Linked DNA regions of Cyprinus carpio: region 2 is linked to region 1. Evidence: chromatin contacts called from public Hi-C data. All regions are on one chromosome and are shown on one strand. The core of a region is the stretch at or near the end of the contact, and the rest is flanking DNA. Distances in the headings are between cores, read along the strand shown.

Region 1 (6,070 bases), core at 1,514-4,013:
TATAAATTCCTTTATATGTTTTGTAAACGTACTTTTGAAGAATCAGTTAAAGAATGATTGCATTGCTAGGATATTTAGCATTTATTCAACTGACAGCAATGATGTCACTGTAATATTTGCATAATTACAATCGGTCTCTATTATACATATATTTACATGCTGTATTGTAATTTGCATTTTTTTTCTCTCTCTTGTATCATTTTAACCACACAGATTTTAACAAACAGTGTTATGATGTGTGGCATTTCATTTATGCCGAAATGCACAACCCAAAATCCAATCTTTTATACTATAGGCTATTTTATTTTACTACTAGGCCTACTATATTACATCTAGTCGGGACTCAAATAAGCTCTTATGAGTCATCCTTCACTCCAGTGATTTGTTTTAGGAGAACACAACATGGTTTCTCCCCTCGAATAATGAGATTCTTAATGCTCTGCTGTTTGCTCACCCCACCCATAAGTCTTTGGGACTGCAGTCACGCTGAAGTGAGTGGGATGCATTGTACAGAGCTAAGTCAACTGACAAACTTGTGTCCTTGTTTGTGTTTTTATGGTGTGCATGGCTGAGGCCCTGCGGGATAAGTGACAGCTGAAACAGGGAACAGTAAGGCTGGGAATTCCAGTGGCATCAGCTGAGATGAACAGATGTGAAGGGCTCTGATTCTAATAGAAGTGTTTTTCTTCCTGATCACTGTTGTGTCATCGTGTACAATTAAAGCTGGTGTGCGTCATTTTTTATTGCTAAAATAATTTATATTCAAACTAAATATAAAGAGACAACTATGTGTCTTGGTGACCATTTAATTTTATCGACCTTTTGAATGGTAGTGTATTTGTTGCTTTTCAACAAATATCAGCTAGGACGCTCATCCTGTCTGTTATGAGATACATGATTTCCTAACCAATAGGAAACTGTGTATTCTCTCTCATGATCTGTTAACAGTCCACATGGAGAGGAAATAGGTCTGTTGGAGCTAAAAACTCAAACAATTGTGGAGAGGCTTATTGATTTCAGGAAGAAGAACGCCCATGTCCTTCCTCTGTTTCACCATCAGCACACAACCAACAGAAATATCACAACAAGTATGCAACAGGTATTGCTTTGAAGCGTGTCCTATAATAACAAAGCATATTTAATTTCTACTTTATCTAAAAATACAAAGTAGATAAAATCAATCTTAAATGTACATTCCTAAACATTAACCATGTGCCTAAAAGATTAAGACTGTATTAATGTTGAAAAGATGATGATGATGATGATGATAATGATAATACATAAGCCAGGGGTTGTTCATCTTTTAGATGCCACAGACCTGCAAATAAGCTCATCCTCGTGTGAAGCCAGCAAAATATTTGTAAATATACAGACCCGATTTATACTATTACAAAGTAATATTATAATAATGTGTAAACTATTATTTTGAATTTTTTAAATTTACTATAGTACTGTAGTGTTAAATGTATTATTTATTTGTTTTAATCTTATTTGTATGATTTATTTTTTTATTTTATATTTTATACTGTTTTCTTTAAATATTTTCACTGACCCTCTATTTTAGTTTCATTTAAGTTTTTTTTTTATATATTTTTATTGTTCATTTATTTTAATCAGATTAAAATAATTAATCACATTTCCACTGATCCCGTGGCACTCCATTGTTCTGTATTAATTTTATTTAATTTTTATTTATTATTATTTAGGCTATTTGAATACACTGAATACATTTATTATTTGTTTGTTTTTCTCTACTACTGATCCTCTAACACTGTGGCCCTCTTCCTAAATCTCAAACACACCAAAACAAACACACCACGAGGCCAAAAGAGTAATTTACTGTGGACCCATCTCTTATGACACCAGTCTTAATAAGAAAACATGCGCTCATACAGCAGCTTACAGGAAGTGCAGTCACTGAGAAATGACAGGAATGTATCACTCTGCAAGAGGACAGATATTTCCGCTCAACACAGAGCCAAAACCATTTGGCACTTCATGAAGAGCGTGACTTGTTTTTGTCCTGCTAACTCAACCCCAAAGACACCCATATATTTCTCTTGGGTGTTAAGCCTCTCAAAGCAATTCACTAGTTTGTGGTTTTAGTCAAATAAGAAGATATCCAAATAATTGTTTTTTGAAGCGCCTCTTCTGATTAAATATATTATAGATTTATGAATTTTTAGATATAATTGTGAAACGGCATTTCTTAAAAGTAGCAAAATAACATAATCAGACATTGTAAAACAATAACTATGGTCTTATTTTCACTCACACACACACACACACACACACACACACACACACACACACACACACACACACACACACCGACTTTTCAAGGCAATAGCGCCATCTTGTGGTACTTTATCAGTAACGCTGCCTCAATATTTAATTGAACTGCATTTTGTCTCTTTCAGGAGCCACGGTGTTTTGCTGTGACTTCGTGAGTATGCGAGGGATGAGAGGATTTTCCCAGTATAATTATTAAAAGTATAAAGGATAAAACATTGTTGGAAAAGATGGTGTCTAAATATTTATAACTGGAAACAATTAAGCAATATCAGCTGTGATTTTGTCATTAGGCACTATTATATTCACTATCACAGCACTGTTTCGGGCTAAATAAGTGAGTTCGCATGTTTCTTGCCAGCCAAATAAAATAGTTTCCATTTTCAAAGAAGGCAAAGCATCAAGCCTGAATATGAATGTGACCAAGCAACGCGTAGATGAAAAACCGGACTGGAGTACATAATACGAGTGGAGCGGAGCGACAGATTCCTCCTTCCTCGCTCAAAGCGTTCCATTACTACTTCTCTTCAGATCCAGTCCAGGTTTTCCTTTTAATAAACAATCAAAAGCTCAGTGGTGATTATTTCAGGCTTTTTTATAATTTTTTTTATTAATTGTGAATTGTATTAGATCAAAAATATCCTTTGAGATGGAATATATATGGCAAAAAAAATCCGAATCATTCAAAACCTTCATTAAAATCACTATACTTTTACTGTAGCAGCGCCACACAAAATATTACAACATATAGCTAAAATCACAAAAGGTTTAACAAGGATGAAATACAAACAAATAAAAAAAAAAATTCATTTTAAACAGACATAAAAAAAAAAATTAAATTTAACTTTACATAATTTCTATCGATGCATATAATACTTTAGCTGTATGATATTTGTCTCTTTGTTATGTCAACATGTTTATGAAAATGATTTGGTTACACAGAGAGTCTATTCAATGAATTAAAATCTGTGACTATTTACTATCGATGCACTACTACATCAAAACATATCTTTATTTATTATTGTGGCACCAAAATGCTCATCACAATACTATTAGTCATACTCCAGAAAATCTCATTTAAATAGTCAAGATCTGTTTCAAATGCACAGTATATATATATATATATATATATATCACAGCACTCTTTGGACATGGTTTGAGGCAACAATTCAGTCATGGTGTACAGGACATTACAGATAACACTGGACAGACCCAGATAAACCTATGAAGACTCTTATAATCCATTCTAACCTTTACACAGAAATGGAAATTTATGAATGGTAATACAAATACTGAGACTTTTATCTTGTTCCCAAATTTGTTAATGTAACAAACAGCTTATGTTTCTCTCACAAGCACTTCATTTTCTCAGAAACATGCAGTTAAAAGCACTGTTGGAAAGTCAGAATATTCTGCACAGTTAAAATTTACATGATATAAAAAGACCTGCCTGAATATCTGTCAGTGTTGATTTCAAATAACTAGCACTTGAATTAATGATCAGTGTTTGCATTTAAATGTCAGGTTGATATTTATATCTAAACTCTTAAAGAACATAAAAAAAACCTAAATACAGTTTTTTGACACAATGAGTGTTTTCTCTGATCTGTATGTACACACGCACACAAACACAAATTTTGTCATCCATCCCTCAAAATAACAGAGAGATAATCTTTTAGAATTGACTACATGAGAGCACTATTGGAGGAGCAGCAAAATAACATACCTGCAGATCCCTTAGGTAGAAATGACATAAATATGTATATTGCATATACATATAAGAGCGATACTAACATCCATCCAAACGCATATTTCCCAAACCCCGTAAGTGCACACAAAATCTTCCAGGCTACGTATCTCTCATGCCATGTAAACTGATTATGGCTCTTTTAAAACACGGAGTGAGGAACCATATATTATATACAACCAGTAGAAATCTCACAGCAGCTAATTAACCGGTTAACATGACAGACCAGAACTTGACCGGGGGTCCGTCTGAAGGCAGGGCTGACCTTTTGTAATGTAAACCCGAGCTCGGATGAGAGACACTGGTGTAGTGAAGAGAGACTGTGGGTCAGAGGTGAGGCGGGACGGTCTGCAGGGCGTCCTCGGCAGTGCGGTGTACATTAACATTCTAGGAAGAGAACAGAAAATGAACAGATAACTATTATATTGCTGTTTGTTAAAAGAAAACAACACCCTGTGATCTTGAAAAATAACCTAATTTCTGCTTTTTTTTTTTTTTAACTGGTACTAGCAAACTTGTTTTAAACAGAGCGCGCACACACACACACGTGTAAAACAATAAATCAGCATGGAGGTCAAAGGTCATGTGACCAAAGGTGAGGTGATATGATCAGCTCTGTATCTCCATCCTGATACTGACCTTTGACTTCAGGTCAAAGTCCATTGACATAAATCCCATTATTGCCCTTTCTGGCTGTAATATCATCTTGTTTTTCTGTCATGTTTATGTTACATCTTTTATGGTTTGCAAATTTTGCAGTGTGGTGCAGTTATGTTTTACAAGCTGTTCTGTCTTTGTTCTTCAGTGACGGACTGCATTGTGGGTGAATGTAAAGAGAGACAGGATTTCACTATACAAATACATTTTATTAGCATCACAAATAGGCATTACAGTAGAGATTTTTCCTTCTCCTCAGTTACCAGAAGAAGAGAGTTATACATCATAACATTCCTTAGTGTTTAAAAAAAAAAAAAAAAACCTGCAAGGTTTACTATAAATTGGTGCGCAAAATTCTAAAATTACCTAAAATTTCTTTCCAAGGCTCTGCTTCATCAAAATTTGACCATTGTTATATACATGCTACACGTTCTATGAAGTGATGAATCATTGCTTTTAAAGAATAATGTCAAATTAACCAGCCAAAACCCTATCAAATTTACATATGCATTACTGTGTGCAACATAAATAAATATCACATGCTACTGGAGTGACTGGTGTTTTCATAGCAGCAGTTACATTCATGTGCAGCAGGAACTGAAAAACATCACGGCGCATTTATGATAAAGTGCAATTTAGTATTGGCACGTCGTCATTAAAAAAAAAAAAGTTAATTCCGTACATAATCAGAGTTCTTCACTTCGGAGTTGTAATTCAAAATGCATTTACTGGGCTGTAAAAAATGTCCCCTGATTTTAGGAAATACAGTAGATGCATTTAGGAATAAAAGAATGTCTACATTCCTAAGAAAGGGGAATGGGAATGGGATAATGGTGTGTGAGGAACTGTCAGTGATGATCTGGCACTGTTAACAAAGCCTCTTCCGGCAGCCGTGACACATCTACGTTCTGTTTGAAGCAAACACAGGGAATGATGTCACACATTAATAGATAAGGTAAGTAGGGGATGGCGATGTAACAGAAGTGTGAAAAACCTGCATCGGTTCACACGCGTATCAAGATGTCACTGTTACAGTGTAATTATACATTTAAGTACTGAGTAATATTCATTAATTACATGTACAGTACTTATAAATATGGTTAGGGTTAGGATTAGGGTTACTTGCATGTACTTATGCATAATTTATTGTAATTATAATAGTAAGAACATGTAACATGTAACAAGGACACCTTAAAAAAAGTGTTCCCCAATGCGTTTTTGCTTATTGCTTATGACTCACATCTTAGACAGGACCAGTGCTGGGTAGATTATTTATAAATTGTAATTAGAAACATAAACATCAATAACATTACACATTTTGTAGAATATAATCAAACTACTTTTAGATTACTTTTGACCTAACTTGTTTATGAC
Region 2 (6,070 bases), core at 923-3,422, 38 kb before region 1:
AAAGCAGAAAATGCCTTCATGCATTAAACAAGAAAACTCTCAAGAAATTCCAATTAAATGTTACAAACCAAAAATCTTATTGGCAACTTAAGCTTAAAGATCTAATACAATATAAAATAATATGTATTAAATACATAACATTACAATATTATATTGTAATAATAATAATAATAAATGTCTATTCATGTAATATATATTTATTTTTAATTTAAATCTTTTATATATAATTTTAGATATTTTATATAAATAAAAATAGGTTTATCTTCTGCTGCTTTAAATGCTCCAGCTCTTTAAAGTGGAATGGATTCTGATTGGCTGTCAGTGCTTTTATCATTTATCAGCTGTAAAAAATTTAAATTAAAAATAAATCCAACGATATAAAAGAGATTCTATCTATCGCTAACAGATATATTTATGTAAAAATTAAACAATATACTTATTGTGATTTGAACTTATTAAAATACAAAAAAGATTGTGTGATCATACTATATTTTATTATATTTTAAATGACATTCACTTCCCCCCAAAAACGTCTTGCTGACAAATAGGAAAAACCTAGTGGTTTAAAGCACGTTTAGTAAACTATAAAGATTTAAAATGAAAGGTTAATTTGTATTTGAGGGCTGCACTGTGATGCTAAAATCTAGTCTTTTAATATGTCATCAAACGATCCATCTTTAAAAGATGCCTAACAAGATTTTTTGGTATTTAAATATTATTACACTGAATGACATTTTAGTGAGTGTCTTCTCTAAATCATGGTAAAAAAAAATGCATGGTAGTTGTTATGTTTTGTTCAGAAAAATATAAACGTTAAACAGGACACATTCTAATGTATGGGAAAAAAACTAAATTTAAAGCTGTATCGCACATTTATTTTTTTGATGCTTGAAACACCCTTTTCATCTTTGACCCAAGTACTACTACAACTACTCCAAATAACTATAAGAAAAATTACTGTAAAAACATCAAAACATGATATAAACTAAAAGGAAGCCGGAGCTGCATCATCCAACATGAGCACACATTGCAAAACATGAAGGTTTGCTGAACATACCTCGTACCGGAAGGTTGCATCCAGCAGAAGTTCAAGAAGCATCTTCTCCCCCAGCTCCTGACTACCTGCATCAGAGACGTAATGGAGAACCAGCACCTCATCCTCCAGGAACCGGCCATGTTTGGCCACGGAGCGCATGGCCACCTGAAACTTCTGCTGCAAGTTCACGCTCTTGTCAACTTTGGTGAACATCATGAGAGCGTGAAAGCGTGACGGCTTTCCCTCCAGCTCATCTCCAGCTCCCATTCTGATTTCTGGACGTCCAGCCCGGATGTCTACGGAGAGATCTGCATCATCGCGATTGGTGTTGTGGCTCGCTTGTGTTTCCTTGATCCGTTTTGTGGTGCTGGAGAAGTTCTGCTTTTCAGAGCCGAAGTAGTAGAAGGCCACCACTGCCAGGGCTGCAGCAAAGAGCAACACGATCTGATAGGACCTAAAAGTGCTGATCCTTCCCATGGTGACCGACAGCACCCGCAGGACACCCATGGATCCTCTTCTACATGCACAAAACAGGGCAGGATGCACTTTCTTTCTTCTTGTTGACAGTTCTTAACCTCCAATCACACCTTGCAAGAGTGCAAGAAACAGGAATTAATCAGTGGCATTTGACAAAGATCAATCTAATGGCATTATATTTGTTTTGAGAGGTGCAGCAAAGAGGATAAGGACTCTTTATTACACAAATCTGTCATATGACTTATAGCGAAATGTTATAATTTTATGGTGCATTTTCGTCAGTCCGAAAGAAGATTATTTTTGGTGAACAGTCCATTATAAAAATAACTTCTAACAATAAACCTTCAAAGGTGTCAGCTCCAATGCATGTCATCAGAGAGGGTCTTTAAGTATGCATATCCATGTACTGTATATGCATTAATCTTGCTGCAGGATGCCATGTTACTGCACATGATTGTACTTACCGCCGTCACGTGACGCATTCAGCAGCGCGCGACAACATCAGACTCCTTCACTTCTGCTGACTGCAAACTGTGTAGCAGCGAATCACCAAAGAATGAAGGGAAATAATGAATTTGTAAAGACAGAAGACATGTGCATACACGAGACATCAAAACACTTGCGCGTCTTACATCACCGGAAGTTCACCAGTTCATAATAAAAGACTCGCAATCACGTGGTAAGTTATATAAAACATTTTTAATTTCTGTTTAAAAGTGTGCCATGGATCAAATAAGAAAGGCTTTTTTTTTTCAAAACGAGAATAGACAAGTGTATTTTTTATGTTGTTTTGTTCATCAAATTTAAATGTTTTGCATTTTTGATGAAAAGTAAAACATTTTATACACACAAATATATAACATATTCCTAATATTCCTATTTATAAAAGATTCTTAATACATATTTCTATGCAACTAATCAGTTACTTAGAAGTTAAATACTACAAATATTTATAAAAGATTCTTAATACATATTTCTATGCAACTAATCAGTTACTTAGAAGTTAAATGTGACAGATCAAACTAAATCTTTGTCTGGCCTGTTGTTTCATTGTCACAATCAGCTTTTTTACTTCTAGGCAAGGATTTGTCAAGTGTACATCAAGCTTGTCTCAAACTTTCCTAGTTGACAAAGTCATTCACATACATGAACATGAATATAATTAGTCAGATTCATGATCATTTTCGTGAAATACGTTTATTTGTACATAGTCACATAACACTCAAAATATTGAAGACAGACTGGATACAAAGCTACTTTTGAACTGAGGTGCACAATGAAATTGAATAGAAATGAACATGAGGCTTTGTAACTGATGGCAGTTTATAGATGTGATGGGTGCAGTTGTAGGCCGAAAAATCCTTTAGATCTTACAAAAAAAAAAAAAAAAAAAAAAATACTAGGGCAACTTTTTTTAACTTCTCTTTTTTTTCCATTTTTTTTTTCCTTTTTTTAATCTCATGCAAGGAAGTAAAGAGGTAAATAAAGTATTTGGCCTGCTATATATAATTTTATAATAGTGATAGTAAAGAAAACTATCTTTATGACATCATAATTCAACACATAAATGAGTAAAATGCAACAGCAATACAGAGAGAGAAATGTAACCACTCAAAGCATTTTAAAAACAACAAAAGAATTGCTTTGACCTTCCTTTAAATATATATTTTTTTATATATCCTCCATCTTTTAGACTTCACATAATAGCAAACAAATTTATACTTTATTTTTCTTTGAATTTAAATGGTCATTTTTCTCTCTTTTTATTGGTGTAGTAGAGTTTCTAACTGTAGAGAGACTCCAGACCAAACCATTGAAACATTCACAATCGGTATGAAATTGCCTATGCAAGTAAACCTTCAGTGCTATGTAACATTGACGGCTTTGTAGTCGACACACAAAGACGGTTCCGAGCGATGATTTTCAAGTACAACAAATGCAACTTATTAAACATTTTGTCGTTTAACTCCTTTTTTTCTCATTTTCCTTTGTCATACAAAAGACTCCAGAATTCCTGCATCTCAATAGTTTGTTTGCAAGTTATTTAAATGATTAAAAAGTAAATTAGAAAGCTACTGATTAGATTAGACGTTTGTGAATGGGCTTTTTAGCGGGTCCAGCCCAAGTAGATCTGTAACCTGTACAGACAAAAACACCATGCATTAAATGGCTTTAAGAGAGCTAACATAAGGCTGCTTGCCATGACTAAGCTCTAACGTAGCTGATCTTAGTTTTAGGCAGTAAATGAGCACGTAGGGTTAAAAACACATGCAGGAGACTTAAGCGTCCCTCAGGACTGAAGGCAAAGAGAGAAAGAACAAAGTATGGAGGAATACAAAGTGCAAGAACCACCTGCATACATAAGTCTGAAACCAAGTGTATATCTGTTCATTTGTTTACTGCATATAATAGTTACAACGGTTACAAAAAAACAAAAAGAAATGCATAAATGTGGAATACTACATTAGTAAGTACTCCGGACACCATTTTAAACTTAAAAACAGTAGAAAAACAATGATTTGCATTGTTAGATGTTGCCCAGTATTTAAGCAGAATTTCAGCTCTGCAAAGACCTCGTCAGACTGTAACATGGAAATGAGCAGGTGTTGTATCCTTCAGTTTTTCCTACGTAGATCAATCAGATTTTCATCTGATCGTTAATATCTCAGGTGGTTATGCAGTATGATCACTGACTTTCCTTTTGAGGAAAACACAACGTACATAAAAAGGTGAGAAAAATAGTGCTCAGGGGTTTCCTGCCAGTAGCCATATATCCATTTAAATAGCATGATTGCACCTCATTAGTAAATGTACATTTTCACAGCTTTAAAGTAATGCAGAAACACGACAGGGGCTTGGAGAGATTGAAAGAGAAAATCTGGATCTGTGTCCAATGAGATAGTTCACCCTAAAAAGAAAATTGCCTCACTGTCATGTCGCTCCAAACATGAAATTTATTTTGAATATACTCGTTTTTCAATACAAGTCGATTGGGTTCTTCGAAATATCTTCTTTAGTTTTCTGCAGAAAATAGAAAGACAGGTTTGGAACGACATGGAGGGTGAGTAAATGTTTTTGGGGTGAACTATCCCTATAAATATGTGATTATTTGTTTGGACTGGACCTGTTAAAGTGATCCAGAAAGCTGCTAATCCAACAGGCGAAGGGAGCAGCTCGAGCGTAACACTGCCATTACGGCCCCAAGCAAGGCACTTAACCTGACTCAAAAGGGCAATCATTAATAAGTTCATTTGAAAATGTCAAATTAAAAGAAACAACCTTTATTTTATTTTTCTCTAGTTTGCTCAGCCCTGTAACGCCACATTCGAGACATCCTGCACCATGAAACATTTACTGTACTTTCTCTGCACTAATGAAAAAAAGAGACAATGAGGGGGAACAGAATGCATATATATACACACACACACACACACACACACACACACACATATATATATGCATGTATGTGTGTATATAAATGTATCTGTAGTTATTATAATGCATTGTACTGTAGTGTAATCGGTAAATGACATTTTACCAGTGTCATCCATTTGAAGCATCTAAAAGCCATTTCACCGTCTAAAACATCCATTTTGTCTATAGAATATTTCTCTGTTTAACTACATAGCACCATCTTTCTTAAAGAAATAGTCAACCCCAAAATGACCCTTATGTCGTTCAAAACCTGTATGACTGACTTTCTTCACACAAAAGATGATATTTTGCAAAATAATGATAGTCAGTCAGTTTCAGTTTCCATTGACTTTCATTGTATTTTTTTGCCCATTCTATGAAAATCAATAGGAACCGAAATGGTTTAGTTATCAAACCTTTACAATAAATTATGAAAGAAGTGTCATTTTTTGGTGGACTATCCCTTTAATGCTTCACACACAATCTACGAGTTGTATCTGTGTTTAAAAAAAAAAATAATAAAAAAAAAATAATAGTCAGGCTAACAGAAAAGGTCTTGCCAGCTTTAGCGTGGTAAAATAAAGTACCCAGAGATACAGCCACTCAACTGAAGGGGAGAAAAAGCTATTTTGTTCTTTCGTAACTGCTCTGCGTCAATGCACTGACAAGTGTTTGCTTTCCTATGGCATGCAAGTGCACATGAAGAAGAATATCAATTTATACTATGCGAGTGTATTAAGGCTTCATATCTGCACGCTGCCAGGGCATCTAGTAGGACAATCGTTACTCTGCCCTGATCAATCGCACCGGACAACCGAGAAAACACAGAGAGCAGATAACCTGGATTCCCGTGATGTTTTGCACACTGGAACTGAAAAAACAGCATTGATCTGTAAGGAATAAAAATTAAAATATATGTCCTGATTAGTGATAAACTGATATATATCGGCCAGGCTATTCATTTTTAACCCATTGGTACTGACTGACAGCCTTGTCAAAAATAAGCATCGCTTATATGCTTCAAACTCAATATTCTGGGTAAATATTGTGTAAAATAAGGGAAATCAGCACTCATTTGCTTACTTATCACCATCAGTACTGGCCATCAAAAAACCCATATCGAAGTCCTAAATCATAGTCCTA

The links. A called contact is a pair of places that touch in the nucleus more often than the background predicts.
Region 2: a contact with region 1 is called in a Hi-C map of skeletal muscle, with 3 times the contacts expected there. The contact joins the promoter of LOC109076241 here to the enhancer-like site in region 1. A contact is called at or near these places in 4 of 8 Hi-C or Micro-C datasets (liver, red blood cells and skeletal muscle).

The regions. Positions count from the first base shown.
Region 1 is chrB11:10,812,839-10,818,908 of ASM1834038v1, reverse strand. LOC109098738 (6-phosphofructo-2-kinase/fructose-2,6-bisphosphatase 4-like) reads right to left here. Exons shown (of 14, transcript XM_042733890.1): 14 at 3,200-4,426. The coding sequence ends at 4,367. Among protein-coding and RNA genes, the nearest start is that of LOC109098738, 12 kb to the right of the region's middle. Within about 2 kb of position 2,763, at least 3 of the 8 cell types and tissues checked have an H3K27ac peak or open chromatin away from gene starts, as enhancers often do. A contact at or near this core is called in skeletal muscle, where this site is marked.
Region 2 is chrB11:10,849,979-10,856,048 of ASM1834038v1, reverse strand. It overlaps LOC109076241 (xyloside xylosyltransferase 1-like), which reads right to left and starts at 2,172. Exons shown (of 5, transcript XM_019091986.2): 1 at 1,978-2,172; 2 at 1,058-1,623. The coding sequence starts at 1,543. LOC109098872 (phosphatidylinositol 4,5-bisphosphate 3-kinase catalytic subunit alpha isoform) reads right to left here. Exons shown (of 21, transcript XM_042733893.1): 21 at 2,692-6,070.